2 separate regions of the Xenopus laevis genome follow, and region 2 is linked to region 1. Evidence: chromatin contacts called from public Hi-C data. All regions are on one chromosome and are shown on one strand. Each heading gives the region's core, a stretch centred on a gene start, on an enhancer-like site or on the middle of the called end of the contact. The rest is flanking DNA. Distances are from core to core; before and after follow the strand shown.

What was found. Hi-C and Micro-C count contacts between places; a contact is called where the count stands out from the background.
Region 2: a Hi-C map of the XTC cell line shows a contact between it and region 1, with 1.8 times the contacts expected there. The contact joins two enhancer-like sites. A contact is called at or near these places in 2 of 4 Hi-C or Micro-C datasets (the XTC cell line and animal cap).

The regions. Positions count from the first base shown.
Region 1 is chr8L:10,909,826-10,916,023 of Xenopus_laevis_v10.1, forward strand. No RefSeq gene overlaps it. Among protein-coding and RNA genes, the nearest start is that of slc27a4.L, 23 kb to the left of the region's middle. Within about 2 kb of position 2,951, at least 1 of the 7 cell types and tissues checked has an H3K27ac peak or open chromatin away from gene starts, as enhancers often do.
Region 2 is chr8L:10,943,740-10,949,937 of Xenopus_laevis_v10.1, forward strand. No RefSeq gene overlaps it. Among protein-coding and RNA genes, the nearest start is that of LOC108704485, 18 kb to the right of the region's middle. Within about 2 kb of position 3,407, at least 3 of the 7 cell types and tissues checked have an H3K27ac peak or open chromatin away from gene starts, as enhancers often do.

The DNA of each region.
Region 1 (6,198 bases), core at 1,701-4,200:
TATGTCAGTTAACGATAATATCTCTGCATGTATCTGCATGTCTGACGATATCAATGGGAGGCTTTTACTACTATTTGTTGGACATAACTTTTGTACAGTTGCTACCAGTCAATTAATGGCCAGATCATCGCTATCACTACTTTATTTTAATCTGAATGGTTAGTGGTAGGTTGGGAGATTGTTTGTCAGACATAAGGCTATATCTGCATGTCTATGACCAGCTTAAAGGAATTGTCAGTATAAAAATAAAAACCAGGTAAATGGATAGACTAGAAATGTTTCTAATGTAGTTAGGCAAAAATGTAATGTTTAAAAGCAGGAAGTAGTGTTCTGTCTATTATGTTAGACATCCAGTCACTCCAGCCTTTATACATTACATTTCATTTTTGGCTAACTAACTATATTAGAAACATTTTTTTTTTGCACAGTCTAGTCTATCTATTTTCCTAGTTTCTGTTATTGTTCCCTTAAGCCCTGCACATTTAGAGCAAAAATCAGTGACTGCATGTGTTGCACCCAGTTGCTACCAGGAGGCGCTCTTGTTCAGCAACGTAATCAGGTTTCCATGCAGTGCAGCAAAGTATAAATAAAAATGTCAGATCCAGTTAACTACAAGATGCGACCCAGGCATGGTAATGGACTTAGCTGCGAGCTTCATAATGTTTCTAGTGTGAATCAATTTGCTGGGCAGAGCGGTGGCAGGCTATAATAAGACCAGCAGGTTCAGTGGGCACATGTACAAATATACCCAATGCCCGAGCAGAGAACTAATATGGCCAATAGACTGAGTTTGATCCGTGACCCTATTAAATCAATGTCTCACTGCTACAGAGGGTTTGTATTTGAGAATCAGAAAATGTGCTTGGTCTTCCGTAAGGATTACAGTCTGGACAGTGTGGCCTATTAGAAATGCTTTGCACGGGACACGGGTGAGCTCTGCAGGGGTGTAACCATAAAGGTAAACAACTGGGGGGGCCTTGTTGCTTTATAGCCAATTACATGAAGCCATAGCAGTTAGTTATAGAGAAGTTGCCAGGCATGCTGTTGGCTTCTAATAACTGATAAATGTGTGAAATCAAGGCAAGAGCTAGCTCTGGGCTCTGGCCAAAAGGCCATGTAAAAACACAGCTCCGAGCATGTAAGTATGGAAATTGCTGGCTTATATCCAGGGTGTTAGTCTCTGACTCTATAGAGTGACAGCTCATTGAACAGCATTAGCCTACTGCACAATTACAGGAGCTTTGCAGAATACAGGAAAAGATTATAAATACCCCCTGCTGTAAAGCAGAAGTCACTGAGGGGTTCTGTAACCATATAAAGGCACAAGGCTGCAGGCTGAGTTATACAGGGAACTCTGAGTATCACTCATGTATTATAAGGGATAGTGTACCCCCTACTGTAAATGATAAGGATATTAGAAGTCACTGAGGGGTTATGTGACCATATAAAGGCACAAGGCTGCTGGCTGAGTTATAAAGGGAACTCTGAGTATCACTCATGTATTATAAGGGATAATGTACCCCCTACTGTAAATGATCAGGATATTGAAAGTTACTGAGGGGTTGTTCTGTGACCATATAAAGGCACTAGGCTGCAGGGAACTTTGAACTTTGAGTATCACTCATGTATTATAAGGGATAATGTACCCCCTACTGTAAACAATAAGGATATTAGAAGTCACTGAGGGGTTCTGTGACCATATAAAGGCACAATGCTGCAGGCTGAGTTATAAAGGGAATTCTGAGTATCACTCGTATTATAAGGGATAATGTACCCCCTACTGTAAATGATAAGGATTTTAGAAGACACCGAGGGGTTGTTCTGTGACCATATAAAGCAACAAGACTTCAGGTCAGGTCAGGATATCACTAAAATAATGACAGCACTTTGTCATACCTCACAACTGTCCGGTTTTTAGAGGGGCAGTCCCTCTTTTGACAGTTCAACCTGCAGTCCCTCATTTGTACTGGAAAGTCCCATTTTTCTCTGCACTGAACAGCCAGAAAAAGAAACATTTTTCTAACTTAATTGGTTTTTGGCAGAGAGCCCAGAACAGCCACCAGGTGCACTGGGAAACTTTTGTAACAATTTCAGACAAGCAAATGAGTAATTGTAACAATATAAGATAACAGGTCTCTTGGGGAAATTGTGACTCACAACTTAAAGGGCAATTCACCTTCATTAGCAAAACTAATAACTGGGGAAAAAACACAGAAATGTGTTCAGACTTTTATAGTCTGCCAAATTTTGTAAAATGAACATGGTAATTAGGGGGTGTGACCACAAAAATGGGCGTGGTCAAAAGATGTTGCCGCACTACGCATGGCAACTTTTTTGTCCCTCTTTTTATTTACAAAATGTTGGGAGGTATGCTTTGTTGCCCTGAAACCATAAAACAAATTCATATAGAATTGCTCAGGAGCACACTTTTGAAATCTACATACAATTTTTTTCCCCCACTGCTAATACAACAATATTACAATCTACGCCAGGCAATCTATAATGAGACTGTATTTAGATTGATGGCAGCTGAAATGCCATTAATAAAGTAAATCCAAACTGTCTGTTATACTCACTGATATTCAGAACTTTCTTGTTACTTGTAGTTGTTCTTCTCCACTTCAGTTCGGGTGGAATGAGCATGGTTGGAACTCTTTTGTCTGGTCAGCTCTCCCAGTAATTTTCATATTTCATTGATTGATGTCTGGTCAGAAAAACAAATGTTATCAAAGGGACAGGCCCAGGGTTCTGTGCAAGCTGTATTTTACTTTTAACATTGCCTGGGTTCAAGCACCAATTTTTGACCCATAAGAAGCTCATTGTCGTGGCAGACATTCAGATTATAATAAAATTACAGGTTTATGAACCTTTTAAGCAGTTTGGGGGCATACAACTCTTAAAGGGCCCACATCCAGCCGCAGGTCTCAAGTTATATAACTCTGACTAATGGCCCCCAGATCTAAATTGCCGACAGATTAAATTGACAGCTTATTGGGCATTGTATGGGGCCCTGTCAGGCTTAACCAATCAATATCTGGCCGGATGTCGATCAGGTAGGTTTAAAAATCCCATCGGATCGAGGACTGTGTGGGTTAGTTGATGCTGTCCTTAATCCGACCGCCCGTATTCTCGTTGTGATCCGTTCGTTGGGCCCTAGGGCACACAACCGGATAAGCCCGATATCACCCATGGGCATATAGGGGAGAGATCTGCTTGTTTAGCGACCTCAGCAAAAGAGCGGATCTCTGTCTCCAACCAGGTTCGGACTGGCAATCTGTAGATTCTGGCAAATGCCAAATGAGCTGCTGTAAAATGTCATAGTCTGTCACTATTTATTGGCCTGTGGGAGGCTGTTTGGGTCTCTGTGTACTGGAAATGCCAAGGCCTAGTTTGATTCTCCAGTCCAACAAATTCACATCATATCACTCAATAGCCGGCTGACCCCCCACCCAAGATATATCTTTATCCTTTGGCCCCAAATCAGAAATGTTAGAGATGTCTGTCCATGAGCTGTTGTTATCAAGAAATCCCTTTTATACAATCAGCTTCCTCCCCTGTGGTTTAACCAGCGATTTGCCCAACAAGTTTTTTTAAGCCAACCGGCTTTGCTGTCACCTTCCTCACCCACCCAAGTGAACACAGGGGTCTCCCCATGGAAGGAACCATGTTTTTTTGGCTTACAGGAAGTGGTCATGTCATGTTTGGCAAGTCAGGAAGCAGTCATGTCATATGATTCCCCATACATATATTTTTCTCCCCACCTAACTGCTTTTTAATCTCACTGTGTGAAGAAGCCAATCAGGACACCATTATTATGCCCCCAATATGAACATGTCAATCTAGAAACCATCATTCTGTGTATACTGTGTAGACATGTCAATCTGGACTCCATCATTCTGCACACTGTGTGGAGTTGTCAATCAGGACACTATTATTATATGCACTATGTGGAGTTGTCAATGTGGACTCCATCATTCTGCACACTGTGTGGCGTTGTCAATCAAGACACTATCATTCCTGGAACTGTAAGGAGACCATGTCAACCGAGGAAGCCATCTTTGTCAAATCATTCCTCCCACCAGACAGGTGATGAAGCCAGATCTATGCCTTTGCAGGCCTACACCCACACACCTCTAATTCCTTTTTCTTGCAAGCTGTAAGCCTCTGCTCATGTTTATTCATCTGAATTTATTGCTGTGCCAGAAGCATGTATCGGGAAACTAACCTAACATCTCCTGGGTACAGATTGGTTTTGGTTTGTAAACATTCTTCTAGACGGTCCTAACTTCTCCCAATTCAGCTGGTTCAGTTGGTTGCACACAGATCATAGATCGCCAAGATTCGCGTGCCCCATTGATATTCCTGTGCCCATGCCAGGGACCTGGATTCAGTGCTCAATTGTAGGTCTTCCTAAGTTAATTTCATTGCATCCAACGTTCTTACGCTCTGACAGGCCACAAGTTGGACTTTACAAAACAGAGTTCCTGTAGTTTGCAAGTAGGGTGCTCTCAATGTTTACTCAAGGTGCATCAGGTGCATACACATGTGGATCAAACATTTCGGGACTTGTCCAGCCCTTCCTGAGAAATTCTAAATTTAATTTTGTATATTAGCGACTTCACAAATTGGGCTTTTCTTGGGGTCTGCACAGAAACCACTACAGATGTCAGGCACTCATAGCGGAGCCTCCCTTTTCCATTTTCCAATCCGCCCGTTGTCCTAATTAGAGGACTGCTATTTTGTGTTGTGGGGGGTAATTTGTGTTGCTCCTGTGTCAGGAAAAGGACAGTACCAAGGGGAGCTAGCATTGCAAATGGCCTCCAGCTTAGCGAGAACCAAGGAGGTTGGATAAAGCCTCATTTGCAGCTTTAGTGTCACTTTCAGCCTTTTTTGGAAGGTTAAATGGCTGTTTAGAGCTCAGCATTGAAGGCCAGGCAGGGGTTTATTGTTCAAGCTTTCTCCTGCATTGTTGAAACCTTTTCAATAGTCGCCTGAATAAGAAAGCTCAGGGGCCCCCACCTCTCCTCCTCCTTCAGCCGGAACACAAGCAACTTCCCATGGGGGAGGCCTAAACTTTCCTGCAGGCTGTAATGGTATTCAAGGCCTCTACCGATTCAGCTCCTTCTTTCTTATTCTTTCCCCCCCCTCCCTACTTTTTTTCTTTTTCCTTGCAATTTAACCCAAGCAGAGAAGCTCACTGATCTCTGCTTGACACCCCATTAACACATGAATACCTTTGAGTGGCTGAAAAAGGCATCTCACTTTTGCTGACCCACTCGGTCCTTCTGCTGAGAGGCTGGAGATCAAACAAAGCAACTGCAGGCCAATCCTCATTGTGCCCCCCCTGCAGAGGGATTCCTCCTCCATTTCAAACGGCCATTGTCTGCTTTATTATGAAAAGCTTTCGGTGCACAGGATACAAACAGCTGTTCTAGGACTGCCTTGTGCTTTATGCAGAATTTATTCTCTCTACCCCTCCTTTTCACATGCCCCAATGCCAACAAATGAACCCATTGCTCTGAACTAATCAGGTTGGAGAGAGGGATGGACGACCCTCCAGAGGTTGCTAAACTACAACTTCCAGCTTCCTCCGACAGGTGCTGGTTTCTGTAGTGCTCTGCGGATAGAAATAGCAAATAAGACAAAATGTTTTATTTATGGGTACTTTAGGAGAATCAAAGCTCCAGCTGCTTCTGGTTCCTCAGCAGAATCATGCCATCTTAAGACGTAATTACGATCTTTCTTGGAAAAGATCTTTCCAAGAAAGATAGTTTCAATACACACATGTAGAGCTGAATCGTCGACAGGTAGAAACAATCTGAATGTCAGATATATAGGTAGACACAATAGAATTCTACCTGTATCTGACGATTCAGCACTAACAATAGCCAGTGTTTGGGTACCTTCCAAGGCACCCGATCAAAATTTTCCATCCAGCCCGATCGACGGGCCGACCGATATCCAAGTCTTCTGCTGATATCGGTCGTCTCTTTTCCCACCATACAAGCACCAAATACGATATTATCTGTGCGTCTATGGCCACCTTTAGCGAGCAAATCCTGGCCTGTTCAAATGGCAGTTGCTGCTGTGTTCAGGCATGTATCATTGTGCAGGGAGCAGAGTTACTATGTGCAAGCTGGAAGGGGTAGATAGAACATCGTGGACACTACATGCTTTGCTGGACAAGGGGCCATTTCT
Region 2 (6,198 bases), core at 2,157-4,656, 34 kb after region 1:
AAACGAACAATTGAAAAATTAGCCATTCTATAACATGCTAAAAGTTAACGTAAAGGTGAACCAACCCTTTAATTGGCTCCTGATAAAATTGCCCCTAGTGTGTGTGAATGTGATAGGGACCTTAGATTGTAAGCTCCACTGGGGCAGGGAATGACATATAATATTCATACAGCACAGCAGAATATGTTTGTCAGTATATAAATAAAAGATAATAATTATACTTTGTACCAAATTGTATATAACAATAAAAACCAATGAACCTTATTATATTTATTGCCAGTAATAATCACAGTATCATTTCAATCCGAATGAGAAAATCAGACTACGAACCCAACTGAAAATAACATTAACATTCCAAACAGGGGGGAAAGCCAAAGTATTTCTTGAATGGCGGTGATTCCTCTCAGCACGGAGAGAGTATAAACCCAGGGGATATTTGATACTGTCTGATACAAAGCCAAACATCCACGGAGACGGAAACCTCTATTAAACTCTATTCTGCTGAGAATATGCGACGTTAGCGATCGATAGGTTCTACTCACAGGGAGAGGAAATGCACAGTTTTGCCATTTTTTTTAGAGAGTAGTTTTAATGAAAATCTTTTTGTCAATATGTATTTCCCACATTTTCCGTGTCATAAATAAATCCATATTATGACCCTATTAAACAAAATATGTGTATGAATTTGGGTGAATAAGTAAATATTTATACTATCACCAGTGGAGTAAGTAGAACTTTGTGAGCCCGCATGGCAAAACCATTTAAGGGCCCTCTAAACTTTGGGGATAGGACGACGTTCATAAGGATTATATGGTTTCATTTACATCCACAAGTGTAGGGTGAAAAGTGTAATTTCTACATGCGTTTTACCCACAATGCAGCATTTCTGCCCCCCCATTACAAAACGAATGCAGTTTCTTGTGCATGTTGGATGCACCAACATCTTTAGGGCAGAGACACGCTCAAGCGGAAACTTCGGATGACTTTGGAAAACAAAGCACTCTGAGTGCCATCCCGCTGGCAATTTACATTCTAGCAGGCGAGAAGGCAGGTGAAGGCAGTTTGGGGAGATTAATCGCCCGAAAAGAGACGATTAATCGGGTGACTAATCTCCCCGAATCTGACCGTGTGTCTCTTGCCCTTAAAGTCAAGATTGTGTTCAAGTTTGCCTCATGAGGAAACTTGGACGACTTTGGAAAACAAATCACTCTGAGTGCCATCCTGCCGGCTATTTACATTCTAGCAGGAAGGCAGTTCAGGGAGATTAGTCGCCCCGAAGAAGAGGCGATTAATCGCCTGGTGACTAAATCTCCCGAATCTGACGTGTGTCTCTGCCCTTAAAGTCAATATTGTGTCCAAGGTTGGACTGGGCCAGCGGGACACCAGGAAAAACCCAGCCCCGCTCTCAACCAGGAGCTTTGGTTGCTCCTTTCCCACCCCGATCACAGCTGCAAGTAAGAAGCAACATGGCGCGTGGGGGTGGGTTAGGTGTAGGCTAGCAGCGTTGATTATGGATTTTTATCCTATTTATTTATTTTATCTCGTGCGTCACTTTGCACTTTATTTTTGTTTTTTCACTTGTATCTGGTGTGGTCCTCCGGGGCAACACTGATCTAGGGGGGAGATGTTTGGCCATTAGGCTCCTTCTCCCCTTGAACCTGGCCCTGGACGGGCGCAAAGACTTAGACCTCATTGGAGGTGATAGTTTTCTCTTCCCTGGGGCAGCCATTAGGCCGAAAGGAATTTGGATACAGGGACCCCCCCCCTAGATATGCGGCAAAGGGAGGTTGGAAGACCCTTGCCCCCTGTCTGTGCTTCGTGCCTGGGAGGTCGGGCATAAAGGGGCAGACCCAAAGACTTCAAGGCACGCTGTACATTTTGCCCGGTGCCTTGGGGTTTTTGAGACTATGTCTCTTTAAAGATAAGTCCAACGCACCCTTACGCACGTTTGCAATTTTGTGTTTGCACTTTTGCACTGGGTGGTTTGTTTTGAAGCACTTGCTCGGGCTTCAAAAAAAAATGAGAGACCCTAGTGTTGATAGCCCTGGTGGGCCTTGGACAACCCAGTCTAACACATATGATACTTTTAGCACAAGTGCGCTATGCCTATTGCTATGCCACTAATGGTGGTAGTAGCTCCGAGGTTCACCAGCATCAATAGCAAATTCATCAAAACAGCCTTGTAACTTAGCTGTAGTGAATGGCTACAAGCAGCGCAAAATTTATGCCCATTTTATCATGTCTACGTTTGTAAATGAGCCCTTTATTGCAGCTCCATATCATTCATGCGCATTTGGGCTCTGTATAATGTTTGGGTTCCCTAGAAGTCTAAGGGTCTGCTTCCTCTATAGCAGTGGCATAACCCCCCCTTCTACACTTACCCATGAGCCCCCACTTTACCCCCACTCCAGCACTAGGATTAAAACACAGGGGAGGGGTGTATCTGTAAGAGGGTTTAAGAGCCATGGGCATCCAAAGCAGGAGTCACGGGCTGTGGGAATAGGGATTGCAAGTGGCACAGGGCGAGGGGGCCAGCATACTTCATAGATTGTAAGCTCTTTTGGGCAGGGCCCTCTTCACCTTTTGTATCAGTTACAGGTAGCTATGTGTGTAATTCTGTATGCTCTTTGTATAAACCAATGTAATGTATAGCGTTATGGAATATGTTGGCACTCTAAAATACATGTTAATAATAATAATATTGGCCGTGGCCCAAGATGGAACAGGCATTACAAGTCCTTCCTTAGCCCCTGTGTCAACAGTTTGCCCTGCAGCTGCAGGGTCTGCTCCCATCTAATTACACCATTCACCAGCTCCCCTCAGGGGCCCAGCCTGAACGCCAGTTATAGTAAGAATATCTTTCTACAATTCTAGGTACTCCTGGAAGCCCAGGGATGGGCCAGGACAACTCCAGCAGTTACCTCCACCAAACATTTGAGTTTAGTTGACTATCCTGGATAGTTTACAAGGTATTATGCATTGCAATGACACAGCATGGAGCCAAATAGTCCCTATAGTTGGCTTGGTACGGGTTTGTCAGCTGGGTGGTTGTCACAAAAAACCTGACTGTTCTACTGGAGTCCAAAGTGCCTTGCATGCCCCTGAGGGTAACAATGCCTCGCACCTTGTTAGTGCACCTGCATGAATTGGCTCAGGAACATCCCTATTATTATATAAGCCTCTAGCGATGACTGTAATGAACTATGCCCAAATCCAGAGTGGCATGAGGTTCTGTTTCAGTCTCTCTCAGTCCCTGCTGCTTCTATAGGACATGTGCAGATAATATAAGCTGTCCTCCCTCCTCCTCATCAGTGATAATGAAGTAACATGCTCCTATAAATTGTGTTTGCCAGCTCAGCTTTTTTTTACCTTCTAATTCCCTGAAAGCTGGGCATACCTGACCCACTGCACCCGGTCTCATGGCAACACCATTCGAGGGAGAGACAAACCCCCCCCCCGAAATTGGAGTGAAATGTGACCAATCCCACGACAAAGGCACAGATTTTGCTGACATGTGACCTCTCTGTTTGAAAAGGACTGCCATAAAATGGCCTTACCCTCCCCTTCATTTGCTGACCCTCACATGAGGGAGGGAGGTGCAGGTTTAAGGCCCTTTCACACAGCAGTGAGGGGACTTGTGAAACTATTCAGATTCCATCCCGATTCCAGATTCCATCTGTTCTCAAAACTGCTGAAGCAAATAAATTAGTGTCATGTCGTGGAGGTGACGAGTTTCAGGCCAGTTCATGGGAGATGCCATATATATTGTCTCCCTCACAATTGCTGGACACATTAATAAAGTGCTGAGCTGAGCACTGTGCTGCCTGAATGAGGGCTCCATTTTTTGCCAGCAATGCGCCTTTCCGCCTTTCCTTTGTCAGGTGCCTTTGTTTGGTGTGCAAAGATTGGCACTTGCCTTTAAATGGCTTAACTTGTGACTACCATGTAAGGTGTGGCAAGTGAAGATAACATGGGCACCCTGATTGGACACCCAAGGGCATCCCTTTCATACATTGACAGGCACAACTTATGTGCAAACGAGGACAAGGATGACATGGGTATTCCTTTGGACACCTACTGGAGCTTCTTCTGTGCATTGTCAGCAAAGATGCAAAGTGTGACAAGTGGGCAAGATATGGGAGGCTTATTACCTGCTTGCCATTCACAAGTTACACATGTAAGGTGCGACAAGTGGGTATGGCATGGGAGTAGAGGATACCCGCAAAGTGGTTGGGTTTTGGATAGAAAGAATTGTCATCCAAAAAATAAATGGTTAGCATAAATACTCCTGCTGATAAAGACTCACCAAGTAGAGAGATGGCCCAGGTGCTCAAGGTAGAGTATTTAGACCATATAGCAACAAAACAATAAAGGGTGTAGGGCACACTGGAAACCACACCAGGTCAGACCAAAAAGTTAAAAAAGGAAAATACTTTTTTGAACACTATGAGCCTACGATTAAGTGTCAGATGGACACGAAATGGGTAAGGCTTGAGATGATGGTTCAATAAAGTATTTTTAACTTTTTGGTTTGACCTGGTGTGGTTTCCAGTGTGCCATACACCCTTTATTGTTTTGTTGCTATTTGGACAGAAAGACCCCAATTCCCTGACCATGTGGGTGGTCCACGAGTCTGGGTACCTGGGCACCCGGTTGATTGCAAGCTTGCATTCCCCCCACCTCCCAAAGTTAAAATTAACTTTTTCCCCCTGACCTGGTTGATTTGCCTCCAGAGTGACTTTACTTCCACCCACCAGTGAAGTCACTTCCATTTTGCACGGATCCTGGGTCGGGCTAAAGTTTAAGACACCTGCAATTCCGGCAATGGGGATAAGTAGAGGGAATGGTTTGGGTTCTGAGTTAGCGGGACACAGTTGGGCATAGGTCTGCCCAACTGGGCCAGCACAGGACTCTAAATGGGAGTCCCCTTAGGTGCCTATTACCTGCATGTCATACCCAAGGTACATCTTAGGAGTTGCAAGGTTCAGAACACACTATGGATTGTGCATCTAGTTTTTTTGCAGCCACTTGTCATGTAAAATGCCTAATGTACAGGGCTGCACATAAATCTGTTGCTACTTAGTCATACTGGGTGTTGGTTATTACAAAGGCAGAAACCATGGCAGTGATAAAAAGACAGTAATATTTAGGGTTAACGGTGCTCACATGAAAGTCCATTTTTCAGCAGCATATTCTGTCACATTGCTCAACGTGCAAAGCTATGAACGTGTCCTGCCAGGAAAAACAGTTTAAAAGTCAGGGGAGGCTACTCAGACCCTCCCAGGCAGAGAAGTGATATTCCAGCTAAAAACGGAGAGGTGACAGCAGATCCTTTGGATCCGAGAAGCTGAGCTGAGTCAGGATAGACCACCATTTCTCAGGTAAGAGTGATTGTCTGTGTGGACTGTGACAAACGCAAAGGTATTTCTATTCAGTACTTGTAATACTAGAAACATTGAACTGGACGCGCATAATAGTTGTGGTTTTATCACATATTTATTAATCTGTGAATAAGAAGATCATACAAATGTGTGGATATTTAGCCCATAATGTATCTGTTGTTTTATCACCCACCTACGTGTGACATAGATACAGGTATTTTTATCTAGTACTGGTTATACCATCACATTTGCAAAAAGTGCATTTATATAATGGGAATGGGGGGAAACAGAGATTTCAGCACTGCTCTGCGTGTTACATTCCCCATAAATGCACCTATATAAAGGCGAATGTTGGGAGGAATACACCTTCAGCACTGTCCTGTACATTATATTTCACATAAATGCACCTATATAAAAGGGAACGTTGGGCGGAATATACTTAAAGTGGCTCTGCCGAGAGTTTAGCTCTGTCCTGTACATTGCATTTCACATAAATACACCTATATAAAAGGGAATGGTGGGAGGAATACACCTAAAGTGGTTCTCCTGATATTTTAGTTCTGTCCTGTACATTATATTTCACATAAATGCACCTGTATAAAAGGGAATGTTGGGAGGAATATACCTAAAGTGGCTCTGCAGAGATTTCAGCACTGCCCTGTACATTATATTTCACATAAATGCACCTATATAAAAGGGAATGGTGGGAGAAATACACCTAAAGTGGTTCTGCTGAGATTTTAGTTCTGTCCTGTACATTATATTTCACATACATGCACCTATATAAAAGGGAATGTTGGGAGGAATATACCTAAAG